Linked DNA regions of Mus musculus: region 2 is linked to region 1. Evidence: chromatin contacts called from public promoter capture Hi-C data. All regions are on one chromosome and are shown on one strand. The core of a region is the stretch at or near the end of the contact, and the rest is flanking DNA. Distances in the headings are between cores, read along the strand shown.

The links. Capture Hi-C pulls out chosen DNA fragments and counts their contacts.
Region 2: a contact with region 1 is called in a promoter capture Hi-C map of adipose tissue. The contact joins the promoter of Dlec1 here to the promoter of Exog in region 1. A contact is called at or near these places in 13 of 39 promoter capture datasets (the 3T3-L1 cell line, 3T3-L1-derived adipocytes, the C10 cell line and 6 more), 2 of 15 datasets of contacts at CTCF or cohesin (embryonic stem cells and pro-B cells), 45 of 484 Hi-C or Micro-C datasets (the AML12 cell line, B cells, the Ba/F3 cell line and 30 more), 5 of 115 datasets of contacts at active chromatin or transcription factors (astrocytes, embryonic stem cells, microglia and 1 more) and 3 of 9 other capture datasets (adipose tissue, embryonic stem cells and macrophages).

The regions. Positions count from the first base shown.
Region 1 is chr9:119,442,420-119,447,253 of GRCm38.p6, reverse strand. It overlaps Exog (endo/exonuclease (5'-3'), endonuclease G-like), which reads right to left and starts at 2,294. Exons shown (of 6, transcript NM_172456.4): 1 at 2,104-2,294; 2 at 156-305. The coding sequence starts at 2,266.
Region 2 is chr9:119,099,770-119,104,603 of GRCm38.p6, reverse strand. It overlaps Dlec1 (deleted in lung and esophageal cancer 1), which reads right to left and starts at 2,095. Exons shown (of 37, transcript NM_177117.5): 1 at 1,679-2,095. The coding sequence starts at 2,089.

The DNA.
Region 1 (4,834 bases), core at 1,045-3,544:
GTCAGGATGTAGCTCTCAGCTGCTTCCCAGAGGGCAGACAAACATCACTTTCAACGTGTGCTATGAGGTACAAAGGTTGAAATTACCAACAGCCCTCTTGTTTTAAACACGGAAACCCTTTCATCAGCACCCGTACATTCTCCCCAACCACCTACCGATGATCTTGTCCTTGGATATATGCTCAAGAACCCATCTGGGCACCCGTTTTGCCTGATCGTAAGACAGGGCGTGGTTAGTGTAACGCCTCGTCTCTGTTCCAGCTAAAGGAAACCCAAACTGTTCCAAGACAGCTTCTTCTGCAGATTCTAAGAAAGAAAGAAAGAAAAAAGAGGGGGTTATGAACAGAAAAAAAGTAATTATTCTTATTAAGAACAAAGGATTCTAAAGACAACGGTGATGTCTAAAAACAACTGGCTCAAAAGTCTCTCCTAGGAGTCTGACTCCGAGTCCTTGGGAGGAGGAGGGAGTCTAATCAAATAGGCCTCATCTTTGCCATAATTTATTAAGTCAAAGAAAAGAGTTTAGCAAAATCCTCCTTTGCCTGTCCTCGGTCGGGTATTCACAATGAGCTTCAGCTATGGGGGTACGCGTTTGGTTTGGGGGCTAGGGAACAAACGTAAGGTTACTCATAACTAACTTTGAAGTCACTCCGTGGCCTAGGCAAGCCTTAAACTTTTGTTCTTCCTGCTCCTGCCGACCACACGTGGAATCAACAGGCATGTGCTATTACATAATTAAATAAAACCTGGCTCGAGGCAGAGCACAGCTCAATGACAGAGCTGTGCATGGACTAGGGTACGGGCCCTGGCTTCACTCCTGGGACCAAAAAGAAATAAGAATCCAATCTCACTAGTTTTCCACATTAGTTTTCTAAATCTGTCTGTACCACAAACTGTGTGTATGGGGGGTGGGGGGAGAATTCAAAGGAAAACCATAGTGCTACAAGTATAAAAGTGAATGGGAACGTCTTGCGACTAATAGAGACAAAAATGGCCATCATTTTAGTTTTTCATCAACATGATATATCAGCTGCCAGGTTAAGTATCCATTTCGTTTTTTAAAAGACCTTAACTCCAAGAGTGGGTGCACACACCTGTTTCTCCATGTCTCATGCCTGGCTGGGTCACAGTGAGTACTGGCTCAAAGCAAAAACAGAGCAAACAAGCCCACCCACACTGTCCCTCACTGATACTTCCCCAGTGTTTCAGTTCAAGGAAAGACAGACTGCAGCCTTCACTGCAGTGGGGCTAAGAAACTGACACTTCCTCCTAGAGGACTCAACCCGGAGCTGCTTCCAAGTGACTCCTCCCCATGCCTCCCCAGAGCAGTCCTCTGGCACAATGGCAAGTGTCAAAAGAAGCGGGTGGTTCAGCACGTCCTGGAATGAGATGGGTCTGTGCTCACTTCTCTGTCTAAAGATAAGATGCCCCGTAAATTTAAGGATGTACATACTAGGAAGACTGGGTAGCAGATATTCTTTACGGAAACGCCTTCAAACATTCTTGTTGTGATGTTGTCAATTTGACAGAATCTAGAAACACCTGAGAAGCAGGCCTCCGGGTATTCCTATGGGGAGAGGGGGAATCTTGGCTGTATTAAATGATATGGGGATCCCCAGATTAATTATGGGCTGGGCCATTCCCTGACTGGGATTCGCACTGTATAAACTGGGAGAAAAGGGAGCCAAAAGGCAGCACGTTCGTCCGTTTCCTGACAGTGGAGGGACGTGGCCACATTGTATAAACTGGGAGAAAAGGGAGCCAAAAGGCAGCACGCATTCGTCCGTTTCCTGACGTGGCCAGCTGCTTCGAGCTCCTTCCCCGCCACGATGGGGTGCACCTCGAACGGGGAGCTAAAACAGACCCTTCCCTTAAGTTGCTTCTGTCAGGTATACGTTGTCACAGCAACAGGAAAAGAAACTAAGACACTTACTGAAGGCCAATTCTGTACCAGGCACTGTGCTGCACCTAAGGTGGAGAACAAACAGAGTCTCAGCTCGGGGTGGAGCTAAGGATGGAGGGGTGGTGACGTGTGAGCCCGCAGCCAGGTGAAGAATTTGGGGGAGCAGTGGGGAACCGAGCCGGCTTAGGCTTGCAGACTCACCGTGTGGCTGCCTCGCCAGCTTCGCGGATTCCGCGTCCGGACGCCGGAAAAACTGCAGCGCCGTCAGCCCCGCTCCCGCGGCGCCCACTACAGCCCCGGCCAAGAAGCCATTCAGAAATCGCCGCGAGTCCCTGAGACGGGAAGCGAAGCTCTTTGCAGCCATGACTCGCGGGCGCCAGCACTTTGTCTCTGCCACGCATGCGCACGCGGGGGCTCCGAGGCCGGAATGGTCCAATCGCCGGCTCCGGAACCAGGCGCGCATGCGCCATCCCGAACCGCCTCCCAGAGGCCTTCGCTGCTGAGGGTCTCGCGCGTCCCCTAGAGTCCAGCAGGGGAGGCACGCCTACCTCCATCCCTGGTCCTGGCCAGTTAATGGATGGGTTAAGTGTCCTAGCTTGTCAATTTAATGGTGTGTGTGTACTGTCCTCTGAAGAAATTGTCTTTAGTCCCATTTAATAGTGAGTAAATGCTTGTTCATGATCCATCAAAGATCTCCTAACCTGGGATCCAACTCGATGTGATTCCAAAACCTGTACCCCATTGGACTGTTTGGGGCACTTGCTTCAAAGTCAAAATACACATCAGAGTGTTTGTACCACCTATCGAGTTTCCTGGGAAAACAGTACTCAATGGTAGCCAGAGACTCTGGATGGGCCAGAGCTCAGAAGTTAAATCCTTACCAAACTAGTCCAGTGTGTCAGTCCATGTTATCTCTTTTAATTTGTGCCTAGACAAGCAAGATGGTTCATCAGTAAGGGTGCTTGCCACCAAAACTGACACTTGAATTCAGTCCCTGGAACCTACTTGGTAGAAGAGGACTGACTCCTGAAAGCTGTCCTCTCACCGTCACAGGCATGGGCTTGCCATCCTACATGCACAGGTATGTACAGCCAGACATAAATAAGTCGATGTAATAAACTGTAATTGGGCTTGGTGGAGCCGATCTGTAACCCCAGCGCTAGCAAAGACAAGGAAGGAATTTCTGAGCTCCAGATCAGCTTAGACTACATAGTGAGTTCCAAATGAGTCTCAGCTACATCGCAAGACCCTGTCTCAAAAAAGAAGTTAAAATCATCATCTTAGACGATAGGGATTCATCTCAGGACTAAGGTGGTATACACGGGATGCATGCCGTCAAGTAACACTGTAAATGTTAGCCACTTTATGGGACCTCTCAAATTGGTCTTAGACAAAATTGATGGGCAAATGCCCACTGACAAAGGGAGAACATAAGGTCCAGAGAAATGGCTAAGTGATTAAGAACACTGTCAGCTCTTCTAAAGGGTCTGGGTTCAATTCCCAGCACCCACATGGTAGCTCATGACTGACACCCTCACACCAATGCACATAAAATAAAATTAAGTAAATTGTTATTATTTTTGTTTTTTTTTTTAAGACAGGGTTTCTCTGTGTAGCCCTGGCTGTCCAGGAACTCACTCTGAAGACCGTAAATTATTTTTTGTAAAAAGAAGAATATTCGTGTTTAATAGACTCCCACTCAGATCAATGGGTCTTCACCTGGCAGCAGTCTCCAGCTTCCCATAAAAAGAGCATTGGCCTGAGCCAGGCTGACTCCATGACAGGCTGCAAACCAGCAGTTCAGGAGACTAGCCCTGAGTTTCTACTTCCCAGACTGGGCAAGTCAGTTACTGGGACAACCAGGCTTACATAAAAGGGACCCCTCCCTAGCTTGCAAAAGAATCGTTAGGCAAACTTACAGCTAGGAGATCAAGAGCTGCCCCCTCCTTGGCATGAAGTTTGCTTGAATGGAGACCCTAACTAATCATGGCATCACCCAGACCCCCAGAGATAGAACCCACCAATCGTGATATAGATCACCCAACCTTCCCTAATGTTCCTCTTTTTGGCTTTAAAACTGCATCTTTGAATTCAGTCGGGGTCCTTCCATCTCAATGGAATTGGGCCCCTGCATGAAGGAATTTGTTCAATAAATGTTCTTTGCTTTGGCATACTGTGAGTCTAGGATATCATTCTTCGGCAATTCATGGGCCCTAACACCTGCATGGACTTATATTTGCTGGTGTGGTTGCCCACTTCTTTAGCCCCAACACTTGGGTGACAGAAGCAAATGGATCTCTGAGTTCAAGGCCAGCCTGGTCTACAAAAAGGGCTGATGTTTGCGCAACTGGACTGTTATCCAGAGCCACTTAAGAGCTTTCTAGCAGGTGCTTGATGCTGAGGTGCCGGAGAAATAACGAAAGCACAGGTCCTCAAAAGAATAACATAATCCTGGTTTCTCTCACCTGGTACAGAAGACAGCTTGGCAAAGCAGCCTGCTGCTTGCTGCAAGGTCTCTCAGGACCTGTGACTAATTTGTTTAAGTGAGAAGTGGTTTTTTTGAGCCCACACTTAGCCATGCGCTGCCGAGGTCATCTGTGAAACAAAACTGAATCCCAGGGTGTTTCCGATCCACTCACAAGAATCCTGCTCAGCCTAGTTCCAGGACATCTAGGGCTACTAAGAGAAACCTTGCCTCAAAAAACAAACAAAAAAAAAACAAGAAGAAAGATAGATCTTAAAAAGTAAATTATTTTTTTAAACAGGAGCCGGACGGCAGCAGGCATTGGTCCGTTTCCTGACAGTGGAAGCGACGTGGCCAGCTGCTTCGAGCTCCTTCCCTGTCACGATGGGGTACACCCTGTGCACTGGGCATGGTGGCGCACACCTTTAATCCCTGCACTCGGGAGGCAGAGGCAGGCGGTTTTCTGAG
Region 2 (4,834 bases), core at 846-3,345, 340 kb after region 1:
GATTGACAAGCCAGTCAGCCATGCTCCTAGCATCTATTCTCGTACTGGAAGCTAAGTATTCACAGGGCTGGGGCTACTAAGACGGTAGCGCACGGAGCGAACGCTCCTCGGTGTTTTGCTAGGCCTCAGACTTTAGTCACTCTTATTGTTTTCCATTTGTTTATCTATTTGGGGGCATGCATGCTATGGCGAGCTTATGCATGTCAGAGGACAACTCACAGAAGTCCATTCTCTCCTGTCCTGTGGGTCCAGGGTAGATAAAACTCTGGTCATTGGGCTCAGCAGCAATGCCTTGACCCAAAGAGCCACCTCTTCAGCCCTAGCCATTCTTTAAAGTAGATGAATGGGTATACAGTGGAAGAAAGGAGGTGGTGGCCGAGTCTTCTTGTAGACAGAAAACCTCCTCTGAGAAAGCAGAACTGGGACAAGCCTTGAACATCAAGTACTGTGAGTAAGTCCAGCGGGCTGTACCTTGGACTTTCCAGGACGCCCTGATCCTAATACTTGGGTGTGAGAGTCGGGACCCCACCCAAAGCCATCAGTTAATGGCTCTTCACTGAAGTAAGTCCCTTGATCCCCCAAGTCATACAAATGCCATGTAACGGAGGCAGGGTTCAAGCCCCAGTACGGGGTTTTGAGCTTAATCATCAGACCGTGCAGTGTTTCTGTAGACAGAACTGCGAAAGACCAACAGCCAGTGAGGCTGTGTGGCGCTCTGAGCAAGAGAGCCTGGTGCTTTCAACAATTTCTGTGGGTAGAGAAGCCCCGTTTCACAACAATTGAGATCCATAACCATCAAAAGACTGAAAATAAGGTGCCACTGAGTCCTGAGGCATCAGTGGGAGTCCTGCATTCCTCCCTCTGAGGCTCAGGGAACATTAGGTGGGGGAAAGCCCGAGGAAAGGTGGAGTAAGGTGGAACGGTGTTTTCTGGAAACAATTTGCTTACTGCGAGCTTGATCTCATTCTGCCATGATTACCTGCCCAAGACAGGGTCTGCCAATATCCTGCCACCGAGGAGAAGGGCTTAACACTTTGTGTGTGGGGTGGGGGTGGGAAGCATAGCTTACCAGCAAGCATTTTTACCTGCTGAGCCATCTTACCAACTCCTATATTTTCTTTTTCACAGTTTTGTTTGTTTTGCCTTGGTGGAGGTTGAGGGTTTTGTGTTACCCTTGCCAGGCAAGCACTCAACACTGAGGTGTACCCCACTCCCGAAGTATTCATGGCTACTGAATCCTCACTGCCTAGCATTGAGCATGGCACACAGTAGTCATGTGTTAGAAAGGAATGAATGATGCTAGGTTATGTCGTTTAAAGAGAGAGTAAAGGACAGAAAGGCGTGACAAAGAATAAGGAAAGATCCGACGGGCAGATACAGGGGAGAGTTGGGAAGGGAGTCTTCGACCGCAGGTCACAAAGAGGCAGGATCATTACACTTGACCCCAGTGCAAAAGAGGAAACCACGCTGCTGACCCAGAAATGTGGGCAAAAATGCCTAACCATGATTGGATCTGTCTGCACCAGTTGTTTCGTTTATATTTGCAACATATAATGTGCTTGTGCGCAGAGAAAGGCGCTGGAGATGTCATTTATATGCGTATGTATCAAGTTTGGATAGGGTTCTTCACTTTGGCGCGGCTGCATCCGGACCGTAAACCGGGATGCACCCACTATACCTGCTGCAGCTGGTCAAGGAACTCTTCGTGGCGCGCATCCTCACTGCCGCGGGCCTTGATCAAACTGTCGCTCAAGTCATCTCCGATCACCTGGGCGGTGTACAAGTTTCGGAAGACTCGGGCAAGCAGATGTGAGATTTCCTGCGTGCGCAACGAGGCGGGGCGTAGACGCAGCGTCTGCGGCTCCGGGAGTGGAGGGAGCGCGTGGAACCCGGCGCGGAGGGACCGCGTAGGGAAGCCGAAATGGCAATCATCCATTAAGACGGTCGAGGAATGCAAGGACTTCCTGATGGACCAGCTGAGACTGGCGGACTCGAGCTGGTGTGGGACAGACAAAAACTGGGTCTCCAAGGACGACATAACGGCCGAGGAAGCTGTGCATTGCTGCTCTTCCTTGCTCTCGGAATCCATGGCAACAGAGACGCTGCAGACTCCGGGTCCCACTTCTTCTTCCGGCTCCGCCTCTTCCGTCTAGCTTTTCCTTTAGAAGAGCGTCACCACTGTCGTCATCTAAAAGTTTGCATTCCTAACGTCCAGCTAGGTAATCTAGCTTAGCTCAGACTCACCATTCCACCCCCGCCTCCTCCTTAGCCTCCCGAGGGCTGGACATAGGCGAACGTCACTGTGAGAACTAGCGTCTCTTCTATATTTTCTTTGTAAAACTTTATTTTTATTTTGTGTGTCTCTCTGTGTGTATATATGTGCCGTTGCCCGTGGAGGCCAGAAGAGGGGGTCGGATCTCTGGGAGCTGCTAGGCAATTGTAAGCCACCTGACATGGGTTCTGGGAACTAACCCGCTGGTCCCCTGGTTCTTAATGGCTGAGCCATTTCTTCAGCCCCAGCATCACCCTTTTCAGAGACGGGCTTATTATGAAGTTTGATGGAAAAAAAGATTCACTGTTGTGCTGGTCTGACTGCATACAAAGCCGTGTTTCTTACTACCCAAGTGCCGCCATCCCTATTTTAATTTGCTCAGACTGTTCTTCACATATATTGTTGTTTGGTTGGTTTTGTTTTAAACAATCCCTTGTTTTTGCTTTTACTTTGACACAGCGTCTCACTCTGAAGCTCTCAGGCTGGGTTGGAGGTCACTTTTGAGACCTGGGCTGTGACTCTCCAGGAATCCTCCAGCCCTTCACTGGCAGCATTAAGTACCAAGCAATCAGCAAGTACAGACGGCCACTGTTGGTGAGCCGTTCTATGCCCTCCTCTGTACTGTGCACTTGTTGTTCTGGTTCCTTTCCTCTAGAGAACCCAGCCAATAGAGGGTGTGAGGCTGAGCCGCACACCTTAATCCCAGCGCTCAATGGGCAGAGGCTAGCAGATCTCTAAGTGTGAGTCCAGCCTGCTCTACAAAGCAAGTTCCATGCCAGCCAGGATTATTTAGTGAGACCCTTTCTCAAAAGCAAAATAAAATAAAATAAAAAGGGGGGCGCTGGAGAGATGGCCCAGTGGTTATAAGCACTGAGGTCCTGAGTTCAATTCCCAGCAACTACATGGTGACTCACAACCATCTGTAATGGGATCTGATGCCATCTTCTAGTGTGTCTGAAGACAGTGACAGTGTACTCACATACATACAATAAATATTTTTAAAAATAAAAAGATTAATTTTTCTTTTATGTGTATGGGTGTTTTGCCTATATGTATGTATGTGCACCATGCTGTCAGCTCTGTACCTCCAGATACCCTTGCCTAGGTAACACAGATGCCAAAATAGTCACTTTCTACTTAGGTGTGAGTTTGCTCGCCTTACAGCCCTGAACCCACTTCCTGAGTCGAGTCCCAGGATGTTCACCCACAGACCTGAGCCATTTCCGCGGCTCTTGGCTGGCCCCCTCATCTGTTCTTTGAGGGAACCTTACTGTCCAGAGAGTAGGAGAAGCAGAGAGCCTTGTTAAGGTGTGCACCCGGAAGGAGCAGGCTCTGGCTGCCTCTCTGCTACATTCTTTCCTGCAAGGAAGGAGTTCACCCACCCAGGTGAAAAGCCCACGGCCGGCTCTAGGTACCTGAGACTCTGGGAGCATTCCCCAAATATCCTGAGTTTCCAGGACCATGGCAGGCCTCCTCTCTAACTGCCTGCTCCTAGTGCTAACTGGAATGTGCAGCAAGGGGAGCTTGAGAGAGGAACGAACATGGGCAGAAAGGCCATCTGTCTGGTTTTCGACACACACACACCCCCGGTTCCCAGTGTTCCCAGGGAGGGGCTTTCTGTGGGGAGAGTAGCAGAGTAGCAGCCGAGTGGGCGTGGCCCTGGCAGCCGAGTGGGCGTGGCCCTGGTGTAAGGGACCGTCTCCCCAGACCGAGGGATCCTGTCACTAGCAGCTGACTCCACTGTGGAAGATGCCCGGCAGGGCATCGGGAGAATTGACTCTTGTTGCTCTTCTGTGCTTTTCCACTCTACCCAGGTGACCTCACAGAAAGTCCCAGGGAGGCTGAGCCTGTCACAGAGATGTTCCCCACCCCTCTTCTCTGCATGTCCCATCTTACTGTCCGCTCAGCTGACCCGTCTAAGCCAAAGTCTCTCACAACGTCAGCCCTTCTGGTGGCAAAGGCCACTCCAGCTGTCCTCCTGTAGGTGGCTCTACAACTCCCTCCCTGCCTGTCACCCCTACTTCTCTTGCTTTCCACTGTCCTCTCTTCACCCCTTCTCTGTCCAACTGTCCATCCATCCATCTGTCCATCTGTCCGTCTGTCCAGGCACCTACCCAGGAGACTCTGTGAGCATAAAGGGAAGTCCTGATGAGCCTCTTTGTTCATGGCATAGTCTCTTCTGCAGCCTGTGATTGTGTTTATTTATCTGTCTCTTGCTTTCACACACACTTCTTTCTTTCTTTTTTTTTTTTTTTTTTTTTTTACTTTCATACGTGAAGTAATCATGAGTCACAAAAACAAAATCTGAAACAGTGCACAAAGGAAACAAACAATGTGCCATAGGCTCATCATCCCAGCTCCTTAGGAACCGGAGGCAGGAGGATTGCAATTCAATGTCTGATCAGGCTACAGAGAGAGTTCAAGGACAGCCTGGGCAGCTCAGCAAGATCTGGTCTCAAATGACAACTGAAGGGATTGTCGGAGGTGTGAGGCAGTGGGGGAGCGCTTGCCTGACAGTCGAGGTGCCCCAGGTTCAATCCCCAGGACTGACAATAAACTGCT